2 separate regions of the Pan troglodytes genome follow, and region 2 is linked to region 1. Evidence: chromatin contacts called from public Hi-C data. All regions are on one chromosome and are shown on one strand. The core of a region is the stretch at or near the end of the contact, and the rest is flanking DNA. Distances in the headings are between cores, read along the strand shown.

Region 1 (7,214 bases), core at 3,324-5,823:
GTAATCCCACTCCAACTCCCAGTCCCCCTAGTTCCCCTCCTTAGAGGCAACTAATATTACTACTAGTTTCTTGTTACCCTTCCTGAGGTATCTCAATAAATAATCTATTTTTGAGATTATTCCATATTAGTGCAAATAGCACTAACTCATTATTTTTAATGGCTGCATGGGATTAAATTATATTGTTAACTATTCCCCAAATGATGGACATGTTTCTAGTTTGTACCCTACAAACAATGCTATAGTTCATATCCCTGCACTGCATGTCTTTATACAATCGTACAAGTATCTCTGTTGGATAAACTTCTAGAAGTCGAACAGCTGGGTCAAAGGCTGTGTGCATTATAGATTTTGATGCTAGTTGAACGGACATCCAAAGCTATGGTGTTAATTTATATTCCCACCAGCAGTGTATGAGAGTCCTACTTCTCTCTACATTTGTCTAAGCTTTTAAAATACTGTCAATACTTCTTGTGGCTTTAATTTCCGCTTTTTCTTATGATGAGTGTGTTAGTTGGCTCCAGCTGCTATAACAAATTACCATAGACTGGGTGGCTTTAAACAACAGACATTTACTTCACACAGTTCTGGGGGCTGGGAAGTCCACGATCAGGTGCTGGCCATTTCAGTTCCTGGTAAGGACCCTCTTCTTGGTTATGTCTTCACACAGTAGAGAGAGAGAAGCAAACTCCCTTGTGTCTCTTCCTATAAGGGCACTAATTCCATCACGAGGGCTCCACTCTTATGCTAATTACCTCCCAAGGGCTCCACCTTCAAATATCTTTACAGTGGTGAGTAGAGTTTCAACATATGAAGTTTGGGGAGGACACAAACATTCAGCCAATAACAACGAGTGAGGTTGAGTATCATTTTATATACAATCAAGTGTAAATGATGGGGATGTGTTCTGAGAAATGTAACATTGGTGATTTCCTCATTGTGCAAACATCATAAAGTGCACTTGCACAAACCTAGATGAGATAGTCTACTACACAGCTAGGCTAAATGGTATAGCCTATTGCTCCTAGGCTACAAACCTGTATGGCATGTTACTGTACTGAATACTGTAGGCAGTTGTAATATAATGGTGTTTGTGTATCTAAACACATCTAAGCTTAGAAAAAGTACAGTACAAATATGGTATTATAATCTTATGGGACCATTGTCATATATGTGGTCCATTGTTGTCCGAAATGTAGTACATGACTGCATTTAAAAGCTGGTCTTCTCTATTCTGTAAACTGTCCAAGTCCTTTATTCATGTTTCTATTAGGTTTTGCTCTGAAAGATTTATCATTATTATTTGATTTTTCGAGAGAGGGTCTCCGTCACACAGGCTGAAGTGCAGTGGCAAGATCATGGCTTACTGTAGCCTCAAATTCCTAGGCTCAAGCGATCCTCCTATCTCAGCCTCCCAGGTAGCTGGGACTACAGGTGAGCACCCAGCTAATTCTTTTGTAGAGATGGGAGTTTGTCATGTTGCCTTGGCTGGTCTTGAATTCCTGGACTCAAGCTATCCGCTGGCCTTGGCCTCCCAAAGTGCTGGGACTACAGGTGTGAGCCACTGCACCTGGCCTATTACTATTTCTACTTAAACCTAAACATGCTGAAGAATGACAATTTGGTCACCAGGTGAGTAGGATAAAACTACCTTCACCTCTGATGTAAATATATGGAATCTGGATATGACGGGCATTATACCCTCGAATTGCTCAGGCCTAAGTAACACCGTGTATGTTGACAGAGTGGTTTTTTGTTTTTTTTTTTTTTTTTTACTTTTATCAACAGTATCTTTATTTATTTATTTATTTATTTATTTTTTTGATGGAGTCTCACTCTGTCGCCCAGGCTGGTGTGTAGTGGTGCAATCTCTGCTCGCTGCAACCTCTGCTTCCTGGGTTCAAACGATTCTCTTGTCTCAGCCTCCCAAGCAGCTGGGACTACAGGCACACGCCACCACACCCGGCTAATTTTTGTATTTTTAGTATTTTTAGTAGAGACAGGGTTTCATCATGTTGGCCAGGCTGGTCTCGAGCTCCTCACCTCAGTTGGTCTGTCCGCCTTGGCCTTCCAAAGTGCACGGATTACAAGCGTGAGCGACTGCATCTGCTCATCAACAGTATCTTAATAGAAATTCTCAATATTGGCCTGAGGTCATTGGGTCGGCAATCAGGATCAATTTTTGAGATTAGGAAATGAGGCTCAAAGAGTTAAACTATGTTGGTCAAAATAATGCAATTAGAGGGATGGCAAAGCCAGCCAGAGGCATCTTTCTAAGGAGCCTCCTGAATTCATGCTCGGGCTCTGGAGTCAGATGGACCTGGGTTTGAGCCATGTACTAACTGAGAGATTGGAGATGTCACTGCACACCTCTGAGTTTTACCTAATTACAGCCTAAGAATAATAACAGTATCTACTTTAGGTGGTTGTTCTGCGGATTATGTGAAATAATGTAGGTAACGACATTCATTGTAACAATATGTTGCATGATAATACACATTATAACATGTTGCTCATGAGTTTTGCTTTAGCAGTATTTGTGGTAGTTCCAAAACTCAGTTCACGTGTCTTAAGACTTCTCTTATTATACACTCTCATCTCTTCCCTGCTTTCTACTCTTCCTTTTTTTTTTTTTTTTTTTTTTTTTTTTTTTGAGACAGGGCCTCTCTGTGTCACTCAGGCTGGAGTACGGTGATGCGATCTCGGCTCACTGGGCTCACTGCAGCCTCTGCCTCCAGGGCTCAAGTTATCCTCCCACCTCAGCCTTTCGAGTAGCTAGGGCTACAGGCACATGCCACACTACGCCTGGCTAATTTTCGTATTTTATTTTTTTTGTCATGACGGGGGTTCTTGCTACATTGCTCAGGCTGGTCTTAAACCTCGGCTAGGATTACCGGCGTGAGCCACTGTGCCAGCCATCGACTCTTCCTCTTTTAGCTTAATCTACCTGAAACAGCTGATTGTTCCATGTTTGGAGGCGTATTAGTGAAGACATTGTTTCCTCCTCCCCCTTTTCGGGGATCCATTTCTTGAGGACTGGGAGAGCTTCTCTTCATAGCAGCACTCCTCCGGACTCCCAGGCCATATACTCTCAGGAAATGTTGGTTATTGAATGAATGACGCCAGGAAGAAGGGTCTGCTCCCAACACGGCCTTAGCACAGTGCCTGGAAGTTATAACAGATTCTGGCACACAGCAGGAGCTCAGGAAACATTTATGGAATGAATGAATGAATGAATGAATGAGTGCACACAGTAACTAGGAGTAAGGGCTCAATAAACATTTCTGTATTAAACGCACAGTGCCTGGAACACAGTAAGCGCTCCGTCTATGGCAGCCGTGAATATCCCTGGGCGAAGCCGGTGAAACCTTGTCCAAGAGCTTGGCTTCACTGTGCGCGGGTTCGAATCTGGACTCCTCTTCCCAAGTGTGCGACCTCGGGCAAGTGATTTAATCCCTTTGTGCTTCAGTTTTCTCCTCTGCAAAAGGCGGACGGCCGCGCGAGCCTCTGAGGACACATTCCCCAGGGCACTCGGACCCGCTGCCTGGCCCACATCCCGGCCGCCGCGCCACGCCAGCCGGCCTGGGCTGCGAGGGCACAGGCCGGGGGTCCCGCGCCCTCCTCCGCGGCCACCACGGGCGCGCCCGGGACCCACGGTCCCGCCCCGCCACGATCAGTGCACCGCGAGGGGGCGGGGCGGCCACGAGGGGCAGCCCACGGCAGCCACGGGCCGGCAGTCCGCCGCCCGCCGGGGAGCCTGGCCGCCCGCACTTCTTTCTCTCCCTCTCCGCCTCCCTCCCTCCCTCTTCCCGGCCCGAGGACCCGGCCGCGCTCAGCTCAGCAGCGCCTCCCGCGAGCCGCCGCCGCCGCCGCCGCCACTCCGGACCCCTCCCCCGCCCGCCCCTCGCTCCCCCCGCGCGGCCGGCGCCCGTCACGTGACCAAGCGCCAGCCAATGGCGGGCCGAGCCGCGGTCGGCGGCCGCCATTGCTGTCAGAGCAAGCGAGCCCGGGGAGGGAGGAGAAGCGAGGCTGACTGGGGAGGAGGGGGGGGTGGGGGAGGAAGAGGAAGGAGGGGACGTCGCTCGGCTGCCGGGGTCGCCCGCTGGCTTCGTCCGCACCCCCCCCTTCGCGAGTTCGCGCTCCGCGGCGGCGGCGGCTCCGAGGCGGCGGCGGCGGCTCCGGGGCTCGCCTCCCCTCGCGCGCCGGCGGGGGCCGAGGGGGAGTCGGTGGCTGGAGATAAACAAGGCGGCGGCAGCGGCAGCAGCGGCGGCGGCGGCGGCTGAGGAGCAGGGAAGGCGGAGGCGGTGGCCGGCCCGCAGCGCCGGCCCGGGAGGCAGCGGCGGCCCTGAGAGGCGGGGAGGGCGCCGGGCCGCACGGACAGCGCCCCCCGCCGCCGCCGAAGCCGCCGCAGCCGCCGCCGCCGCCCGAGCAGGAAGGAGCCGCGCGGCCGCCGCGGACCCCCCCGCCAGCCCGGGCCCGCCGCCCCCGGCGCGGCGTCGCCGCGGCGCCTCCCGCCTGCCCGCCGGCCCTCGCGCCCTCCCCCGGCGGCGGCGGCGGCCCGGCCGCCCCGCGCTCCCCGGCGAGGCGCCGCCGCCCGGCCCGGCCTCGCCTCGGACGCCTCGCTCCGACATGCCCCGCTCTGGCGGCCGGGCTCGCGGAGGATCATGACTGCCGCAGCGAACTGGGTGGCGAACGGGGCGAGCCTGGAGGATTGTCACTCCAACCTCTTTTCGCTGGTGAGTAGCCGGGCTGCGGGGAGGGGGCTGTGCCGGGGAAGGGGGGGGTCCCCGACCTCCGCCGCCGACCAACTTTCTCCTCCCGCCGCCGGGACTTCGCCCCTCCCTCGCGTCTCCCCGCCGTTCGCCTCTCGCCGATTCTCCCCCTTTTGGATCGTCTCTCTCTCGCCTTGGATCCCATCCAGTGTTTATTTGGCTCTTTAAAAATCATTTGTGAGCGCGGCGCTCGGCGTGGAATTTGCATGTGGAAGTCTCGGAGCTGCGGATTCTGGGTCGCACTTCGAACGCCCACCCTCTGTTGCAATCGCACTCCCCTTCTCCTCCCCTTTCCCCCCTTTTTTCCCCCCGTAAATGTGGAAGGCTTTGCCTTGTGCTGCCGCGCCTCCGATCGGCAACCTCTTCCCCCGTTGTCGGATCGGCTGCCTGCCCGCCCGCCTGCCTTTTGAATTTTTTTAAATTCCATAATGACACCTGCAATTTCGCCCTAAAATAGTTGATTGAATGCGATTGTGTCAGGAAAGGACTCTTGCACCCGAAGCTCCCGCGATTGTAAACATCGACAGCCGCCTGCCTCTCGGGGCTTACTATGCTGGAGAGCCGTAAAGCCATTGCACCGAGCCGACGGAAGGTGGAGAAAGCTTTTTCTTCTTTCTCTCCTCCTGTGTCTTTAAAAAACTGTTTTTCTCTATCCTAACAACGAATCCACACACACACATACACACACACACACACACACACACACACACAAGCAACAAGCTGGTCGGTTTGATAACATCGCTTTTATCTGCCTTCGTCTCTCTCGCGCTCTGTCTGATAATTGACAACTTTTCCTTCGGATTTGAATCGCCTGCCTTAATCTTGAAGCAGTTAGGGTGTCAATTGTTCTCGTGGAAGCCTGGCACCCGCCGACGGTGTCTAGATTCATCGAAATTAAAAATGTATAGGGCTCCAGCAACTCTTTTCCTGGCGGTGGCAGTGACATTTGGTGGTAAATGCCATCTTTGCTTTTTATTGGGTCGTATTACCTACCTCTGAAAACATTCACGTTGTTAAACCTGGCGTTTAGGCTAATAATTGCAGTGCGTGGTCTTTAAATATGTGCTTTGTGCATGAGTTACTGTATGTATAGCTATGTGCCCAGGAGAGTACGAATTTGTTTAAATATTGAGCAAAGATTTGTAAACAGATGTAAGGCAATTACGTTTCAAGCGTAGAATATAATTGGAAAATTGGCTGAACGGTTTATTTAATTTAGCCTTAAAAACACCCAACTTATTTTAAGTTGTGTACCCTGTTTTTTTTGGGGGGGAGGTGAGTCCCTTTTGGAGAGCATGCATTTTGGAAATTATTTTCTGTAACCCCCGCTGTAGATAGAAGCATTATTTCCCTCTTAATCCTTGTTTACACTGGATAAATAATTTAGTGTTCAAATTGTAATTAGTTACATTTAATTGTGGGTGGCATAGATGCCTTTTTGCTATGAGACTAATGGAGAAATGCAAATTCTCGCCAACTTTTCAAATGAAAGTGTTACTTTATTAAATGTGTTACAATGCAGACCAAAAAATCAACACGTGATTTTTACCTACAAAGACATAGTATCATTGCTCCCACTCTAGTAAAATCAGGTAAATTTTTTTAAATGAAATATTTTAATCCAGATATTTAATCTTAAAATTCATTTATAAGTTGGAATTTTTTCTCTTAGTATTGTGATAATTTTCCCTTGGTTTTTTGGTATGTGGGAGTAAAACCCCCTTTTGCCTCAACTTTTTCCCTCCTCAGTCTTATCATTTAGTATCAGTCAGGTTCAGGGACTTCCATAGATTAGCAAACATATTGATCAAGGGGTATTTAAAATGGTTTTTGTGTGGTTACTGGTGACCACATTGACACTTACAGGTTATTAAAATAACCAAGTAGAGCGATCTCCCAAATTATCATATATTATGCTGACTGGTAATGGCTGTGTATATACGGATTCTGTAGACAAATGAAAGTATATGTATAGTCAGTCTTTAGGGTATATCGTTTCTTTTATCTTTTTTTTTTTTTAAAGCTTAAGTAAGGATGATAACGTTACAGAGATAAAATGCTTGAGATTCTTTTGGAGAAGCAATTTTGTAGGAGAGGATTCTGTACTTTGATTTTGATTGACTAAAGGTTTGTGTTTGAGATATTTCTCCCCTAAACCTCTTTAAACCAAGGGATTGATTTTTGAATATGCTTTTTTAAAAAGAATTATTTTTTTAAGTAGCAACTTTGAACTAGAGAACCATAGAAATGCTTAGTTGATTTTTTTTTTTAAAGGAACGTAGAATGTCTTCATTCTCTTGTACGTGGAGTGTGGATAAGGTGCTATTGAAGAAATGTAAATTAATTAAACTGCTGACTTGTACATTTTTCTGATTCCAAATTGAGATTTTTTTTTTTTGAAAATGTTATACAGCAGTAGCAACCTGGAATATTAAAAATATG
Region 2 (6,419 bases), core at 3,161-5,660, 150 kb before region 1:
ACAGAACCTTGGTCTTGTTGCCCAGGCTGGAGTGCAATGGCATGACCTTGGCTCACTGCAACCTCTGCCTCCCTGGTTCAAGAGATTCTCCTGCCTCAGCCTCCTGAGTAGCTGAGATTACAGGTGCCTGCCACCACGACCAGCTAATTTTTGTATTTTTAGTAGAGATGGGGTTTCGTCATGTTAGCCAGGCTGGTCTCGAACTCCTGACCTTGTGATCTGCCCGCCTCGGCCTCCCAAAGTGCTGGGATTACAGATGTGAGCCACTGCACCTGGCCAATAAGACAGCTATCTCTAAAAAAAATTTTTTAAAAAAGATTAGCCAGGTGCAGTGGTACGTGCCTGCAGGTCACGGCTACTCAAGAGGCTAAGGCAGGAAGATCACTTGAGCCAAGCAGTTCGAGACTGCATTGAGGTATGATCATGCCACTGCACCCCAGCCTGGGAGAGGGAGCGAGATCCTGTCTCTAACAAAATAAATAAATAAAATACAGACTTGAGATGAGACAGTGAGAAAAGTGGGCAGGAGGACTTTTATTTATTTATTTATTATTTTATTTTATTTTATTTTTCTCTTTTTTTTCATCATACTTTAAGTTCTAGGGTACATGTGCACAACATGCAGGTTTGTTACGTATGTATACATGTGCCATGTTGGTGTGCTGCACCCATTAACTCATCATTTACATTAGGTATATCTGACAGGAGGACTTTTTAGAGAAACTTATTTCATCTCTATAACAAGGAGCTGGGAGAAAGGAGGGAGGGGAAAGCCGTCTGGGAGTTTTGGAGTTGGGATTGGGAAAAAGGAGGGCACAGCTTGTATTCAGTGTTGCTGCGGGGTTTGGACTACATACGGTATGGATTTAATTAGTATTTGATAGCTAGACTGTGGATCTTTGAATGCAACTAAGTCCGTAGAAGGAGCCATATGGGGACCCATAATTTATATGTGTTACATCTTTTTAAACATACACATATACAGTAATAAGGGAGGTCACATTTTAAAAAGGGATGCATTCTTGAAGATCTTTGCATAATTAAAACCTCAAAATAACCCAAGGATAACCCTGGGAAAGTTTCATTTATCAACTAAAGTATCGCTAACACAAGGCAATAGTGCACCATGGCTCGGCTTCATTTGGCCCATGCAGCTCCGAAATGATGCAATTATTGATGCTTTTTTGTGTGTGTGTGTGTGTGTGTGTCTTTTTGGAGAGGTTTACATTATTCTACATTTTGCACCCAAAGGGAGACTTCATTTCATACATTTTTTTTCTGAGATGGAGTTTCACTTTTGTTGCCCAGGCTGGAGTGCAATGGTGCAATCTTGGCTCACCGCAAGCTCCGCCTCCCAGGTTCAAGCCATTCTCCTGCTTCAGCCTCCTGAGTAGCTGGGAATACAGGCATGCACCACCACACCCGGCTAATTTTGTTTTTGTTTTTGTTTTTGTTTTTTTTAGTTGAGATAGGGTTTTTCCATGTTGGTCAGGCTGGTCTTGAACTCCTGACCTCAGGTGATCCGCCCGCCTCGGCCTCCCAAAGTGCTGGGATTACAGGCGTGAGCCACTGCGCCTGGCCTTTTCTCTTTTCCTTTCCTTTTCTTTTTTTTTTTTTTTTTGAGATGGAGTCTCACTTTTGTCATCCAGGCTGGAGTGCAATGGTATGATCTTGGCTCACTGTAACCTCCGCCTTCCAGGCTCAAGCAATTCTCCTGCCTCAGCCTCCCAAGTAGCTGGGATTACAGGTGCCCGCCACTAGGCCCGGCTAATTTTTATATTTTTAGTAGAGACGGGGTTTCACCACGTTGGCCAGGCTGGTCTCGAACTCCTGACCTCTGGTCATCCGCCCGCCTTGGCGTCCCAAAGTGCTGAGATTACAGGTATGAGCCCTTGCGTCCGGCCATTTCATACATTTTTTATATTGTACTATTTCAAATTTGCAATTCTCTCTTTTATTTCATCTTCATGAATGAGACAATAGAGGCTTAGAAGGGTTCGGTCTTATCCAAGATGCTGCAATGAGAAGCAAAGGCAGAGCCGGACCCCAAGCCCAGGAGAGGGGGCAAACCCCAGGCTTGAACATAGACAAACAGGCTGATCTTCCAGGGCGGGTCCTACTGTTACAGAAAAGGGGTCCCGATCCAGACCCCAAGAGAGGGTTCTTGGATTGCGCAAGAAAGAATTCAGGGAGAGTCCGCAGTGCAAAGTGAAAGCAAGTTTATCAAGGAATAAAAAAGAATGGCTACTCCATAGACAGAGCAGCCGAGAGCTGCTGGTTGCCCATTTTTATGGTTATTTCTTGATGATATGCTAAACAAGGGATGGATTATTCATGCCTCCCCTTTTTAGACCAGATAGGGTAATTTCCCGACGTTGCCATGGCACTTGTAAACTGTCATGGTGCTGGTGGGAGTGTAGCAGTGAGGACGACCAGAGGTCACTCGTCGCCATCTTGGTTTTGATGGGTTTTGGCTGGCTCCTTTATTGCAGCCTGTTTTATCAGCAAGGTCTTTATCACCTGTATTCTGTGCTGACCTTCTGTCTCACCCTGCGACTTAGAATGCCTTAACCATCTGGGAATGCAGCCCAGTAGGTCTCAGCCTCATTTTACCCAGTTCCTATTTAAGATAGAGTTGTCCCGGTTCACACGCTTCTGACACTACAAAAGACAGCAGTTGATTTTGTTTTATTTTTTTTGTTGGGGGGGGTGTTGTTTTTGTTTTTGAGACAGAGTCTTGCTCCGTCGCCCAGGCCGGAGTGCAGTGGCGCAATCTCGGCTCACTGCAACCTCCGCCTCCTGGGTTCAAGTGAGTCTCCTGCCTGAGTAGCTGGGATTACAGACGTGCATCACCACACCCAGATAATTTTTGTATTTTTAGTAGAGACAGGATTTCGCCATGTTGCCCATGCTGGCCTCGAACTCCTGGCCTCAAATGATCCGCCTGCCTCAGCCTCCCAAAGTGCTGGGATTACAGGAGTGAGCCACAGCGCCCCCGGCCAACACAGCAGCTGAGAACTTGGCTTATGGAATCTATGCCCCTTGTTTGCTTTCTGACCTTGGGCCAGTCATTTTTAGCCCCTCTGGGCCTCAGTTTCCTCAACTGTCAAGTGGTTACTCAAGGGTAGAGATAACAGGTGATAAGGTTCTTAGCATGAGACCTTGTTCATACTGAATGCTCAGAAAACAGGTAACCATTATGATTCCAGCATCTCCTTGCCCCATCGTATCTTGCTTATCTGTTTACGCTTAATTTCCAGCCAGACTGTGAGTCCCAGGAGGTCAGTACCTGTGTCTCCTTAGAGCTTGCATGCCAGCCCCGCCCCATCCTGCCTGCACACGTAGACGCAGGTAATTCGGGGCATCCAAAGGACCCCACACAACACCGTGCATGGGGGAATTCAATGCCGTCGACACTCTTTTCCTTCTTCCTTTCCATTCCAATCCCAGGAGCTTCCTTGCCATCTCTCTGGGGACGAACAAGCGGGCCCCGTCATTGCTGCCCTCCCAGCCCAAGGTATGCGACTCCCATTGCCTCCCCATTCCAGGGCAGATGGAAAACACTGATAAAAGTAGTTTACCCTGAGGCACTGGAGACTCAAAGGGGCAGATTTGCATTTTAAAAGACCACTGTGGAGCGAGGGCAATGCTAAACCCAGAGAAAGGGCTCGTGCTGCTAACGAGAAATGTGGTAACTTGGGCCAAATAGCTAGAAACAGACTTTCAGAAACTGCAACAATCGCCTACTTACTCAGCCCGCAGAGGGCTGGTGCTGTCAGCACCCTAATTATTGGTTTCTGTCCCCTACACAAAGAGACCTACATAAAGAGATTGACAGAGACCAGAGGTTGGAGAGGAAAGATGATAACTTTTACAGCCCCTGCCCATGTCACCAATCCTTAACAGTAGGCATGACTGTGCCCTCTATTTTTTTTTTTTTTTTTGAGTCGAGGTCTTGCTCTGTTGCCTGTGGCATGATCATAGCTCACTGCAGCCTCAACCTCCCAGGCTCAAGCGATCCTCCCACCTCAGCCTCCCAAGTAGCTGAGACCACAGGCCCACACCATCATGCCTGGCTAATTTTTAAATTTTCTTGTAGAGATGGGGGTCTTGCTGTATTGCCTGGCTGGTCTTGAACTCCTGGGTTCAAGCCATCCTCCCGCCTCGGCCTCCCAAAGTGCTGGGATTTAGAGGTGTGAGCCACTGCGCCCCGCCTGTGACCTCCAGTTTGCAGATAAAGAAACTCCTGCTCCTCTGAAGATAAAGAAACTCCTGCTCTTCTGTAAATTAAGGAATTTGCAGGATAACACACCATCTACCGCCTGCAGAGTTGGGATCCAGATCTGGTCTGTGCCATGCCAAGGCCCGTGTTCCTTCTCCAATCTTTCTCTCCAGCAGAGGCTGCGAAGCCCACTCAGAGGAATGGAATGCTTGACATTCAGCAGCCTCGTTGACTCCCCCAGAAGCCCCTGAGGGATCTTGACTCATGCACTGGAAAAATCATTCCCCTCAGCCTCCTTGCCCCCAGCCCGCCTGCCTCTTCCCTGTAGTTCCACCAGATGTCTCAGCACTTGGGGAACGTACCTTACCCTTCTCTGTACTTCAGGACGCACTGTTCCTGGGTCTGGAATTTCCTACTCCCTTCTACCGGCTTCTGCCTTAAAAACTCCTTCATCTCCCTAATGCTCTAGATCAAATGTCTCCCTGACCCCATGAATATAACTTACTTCCATATTTTTTCCTCCCATGAAGCAAGGCTGGGGTACAGGCTGTGCACTGCACAACTCTAGGAGCACATTTGCACAGACCACGGTGGCGTTGTCTAGATGTTTCCATATTAGAATTGTGATAATATCTCTTTATGGCTGCAAACCTGAGTATAGAGACCAAGTCATATTCAGCACACACCCAGTGCCTAGCAGAGGGGTTAATGCTCAATAAATGTTAAATGAGGGCTGGCCACAGTGGCTCACACCTATATCCTCATGCTTTGAGAGGTGGAGGCAGGAGGATTGCATGAGGCTAGGAGTTCAAGACCAGCCTGGGCAACAGAGCAAGACCCCATCTCTACAAAAATAAAAACAAAAAATTAGCTGGGTGTGGTGGTGCGTGCCTGTAGTCCCAGCTACATAGGAAGCTGAGGCGGGAGGATCTCTTGAGCCCAAGAGTTCGAGGCTGCAGTGAGCTGTGATCACACCACAGTCCTACAGTCTGGGTGACAGAGCAAGATCCCATCTCTTAAAAAAAAAAAAAGTTGAATGAGGCCTAGCATGGTGGCTCATGCTTGTAATCCCAGCACTTTGGGAGGGTGAGGTGGGCAGATCACTTGAGGCCAGGAGTTCGAGACCAGACTGGCCACCATGGTGAAACCCTGTCTCTACTAAAAATAGAAAAATCATCCAGGTGAGATGGCTGGTGCCTGTAATCCCAGCTTCCCGAGAGGCTGAGGCATGAGAATTGCTTAAATCTGGGAGGCAGAAGTTGCAGTGAGTTGAGATTGCACCACTGCACTCCAGTTTAGATGACCGAGCAAGACTGTCTCAAATTTAAAAAAAAAAAAAAGTTGAATGATTGAATGAATTCTACAAGATACGATTATAACTTACGGAGACTGCAAACGCCCCAGAACTTGCCCTTCCAAACAAGTATAGCTATGCCTCCAGGGGCTTAGTCACTTATTTCAACAAAGTTCCAAAACTCAAAGCCTTTTTTTTTTTGAGATGAAGTCTCACTCAGTCGCCCAGGCTGGAGTGCCGTGGCACAACCTCGGCTCGTTGCAATCTCCACCTCCCCTGTTCAAGTGATTCTCCTGCCTCAGCCTCTCAAGAAGCTGGGACTACAGGAGCACACCACCATGCCGGGCTAATTTTGTATTATTTTTTAGTAGAGATGGGGTTTCACCATGTTGGCCAGGCTGGTCTCGAACTCCTGACCTCAAGTGATCCACCCGCCTCGGCCTCCTAAATTGCTGGGATTACGGGCGTGAGCAACCGCACCCGGCCACAAAGGCTTTTTGGAGTTCCTCTCTGGGGAGTTCCTTCAGAACCAAGCTCCAAGCCACACAAGTAACCTCTGCTCATTATTTTACAATTATTATTTTATTATTTATTATAGTTACTTATTCAGACCTGTGGGCCACCAGTGTTTTCTCACCCAAAGCGATCCCAGCCAGCTTCATCTCTTTCTTTATTCATCAGACCCCATTCTATCTAACCTTGGGCTCTGTCTAAAAATTGAGTTCACTCTCCAAGAATGGGAATCTGCCACCACTGAGGAGAGTCAGGAGAAACTGCAGAGGCCCTGAAGGCTAATCAGAGACCAACTCCCAAAATGTGCTGTGCAGTGACAGTGTGGCTGGTCACGGGTCAGCCTTCCCCAGGGCCCTCCTCTAAGGGACCACACTTACTTGGCTATATATA

What was found. Hi-C and Micro-C count contacts between places; a contact is called where the count stands out from the background.
Region 2: a Hi-C map of stem cell-derived neural progenitor cells shows a contact between it and region 1, with 3 times the contacts expected there. The contact joins the enhancer-like site here to the promoter of MED13L in region 1. A contact is called at or near these places in 3 of 7 Hi-C or Micro-C datasets (blood, induced pluripotent stem cells and stem cell-derived neural progenitor cells) and 1 of 1 datasets of contacts at active chromatin or transcription factors (stem cell-derived excitatory neurons).

What each region holds. Positions count from the first base shown.
Region 1 is chr10:123,072,193-123,079,406 of NHGRI_mPanTro3-v2.0_pri, reverse strand. MED13L (mediator complex subunit 13L) reads left to right here and starts at 4,573. Exons shown (of 31, transcript XM_054664662.2): 1 at 4,573-4,736. The coding sequence starts at 4,665.
Region 2 is chr10:123,222,317-123,228,735 of NHGRI_mPanTro3-v2.0_pri, reverse strand. No RefSeq gene overlaps it. Among named protein-coding and RNA genes, the nearest start is that of MAP1LC3B2, 150 kb to the left of the region's middle. Within about 2 kb of position 4,410, at least 7 of the 24 cell types and tissues checked have an H3K27ac peak or open chromatin away from gene starts, as enhancers often do. A contact at or near this core is called in induced pluripotent stem cells and stem cell-derived neural progenitor cells, where this site is marked.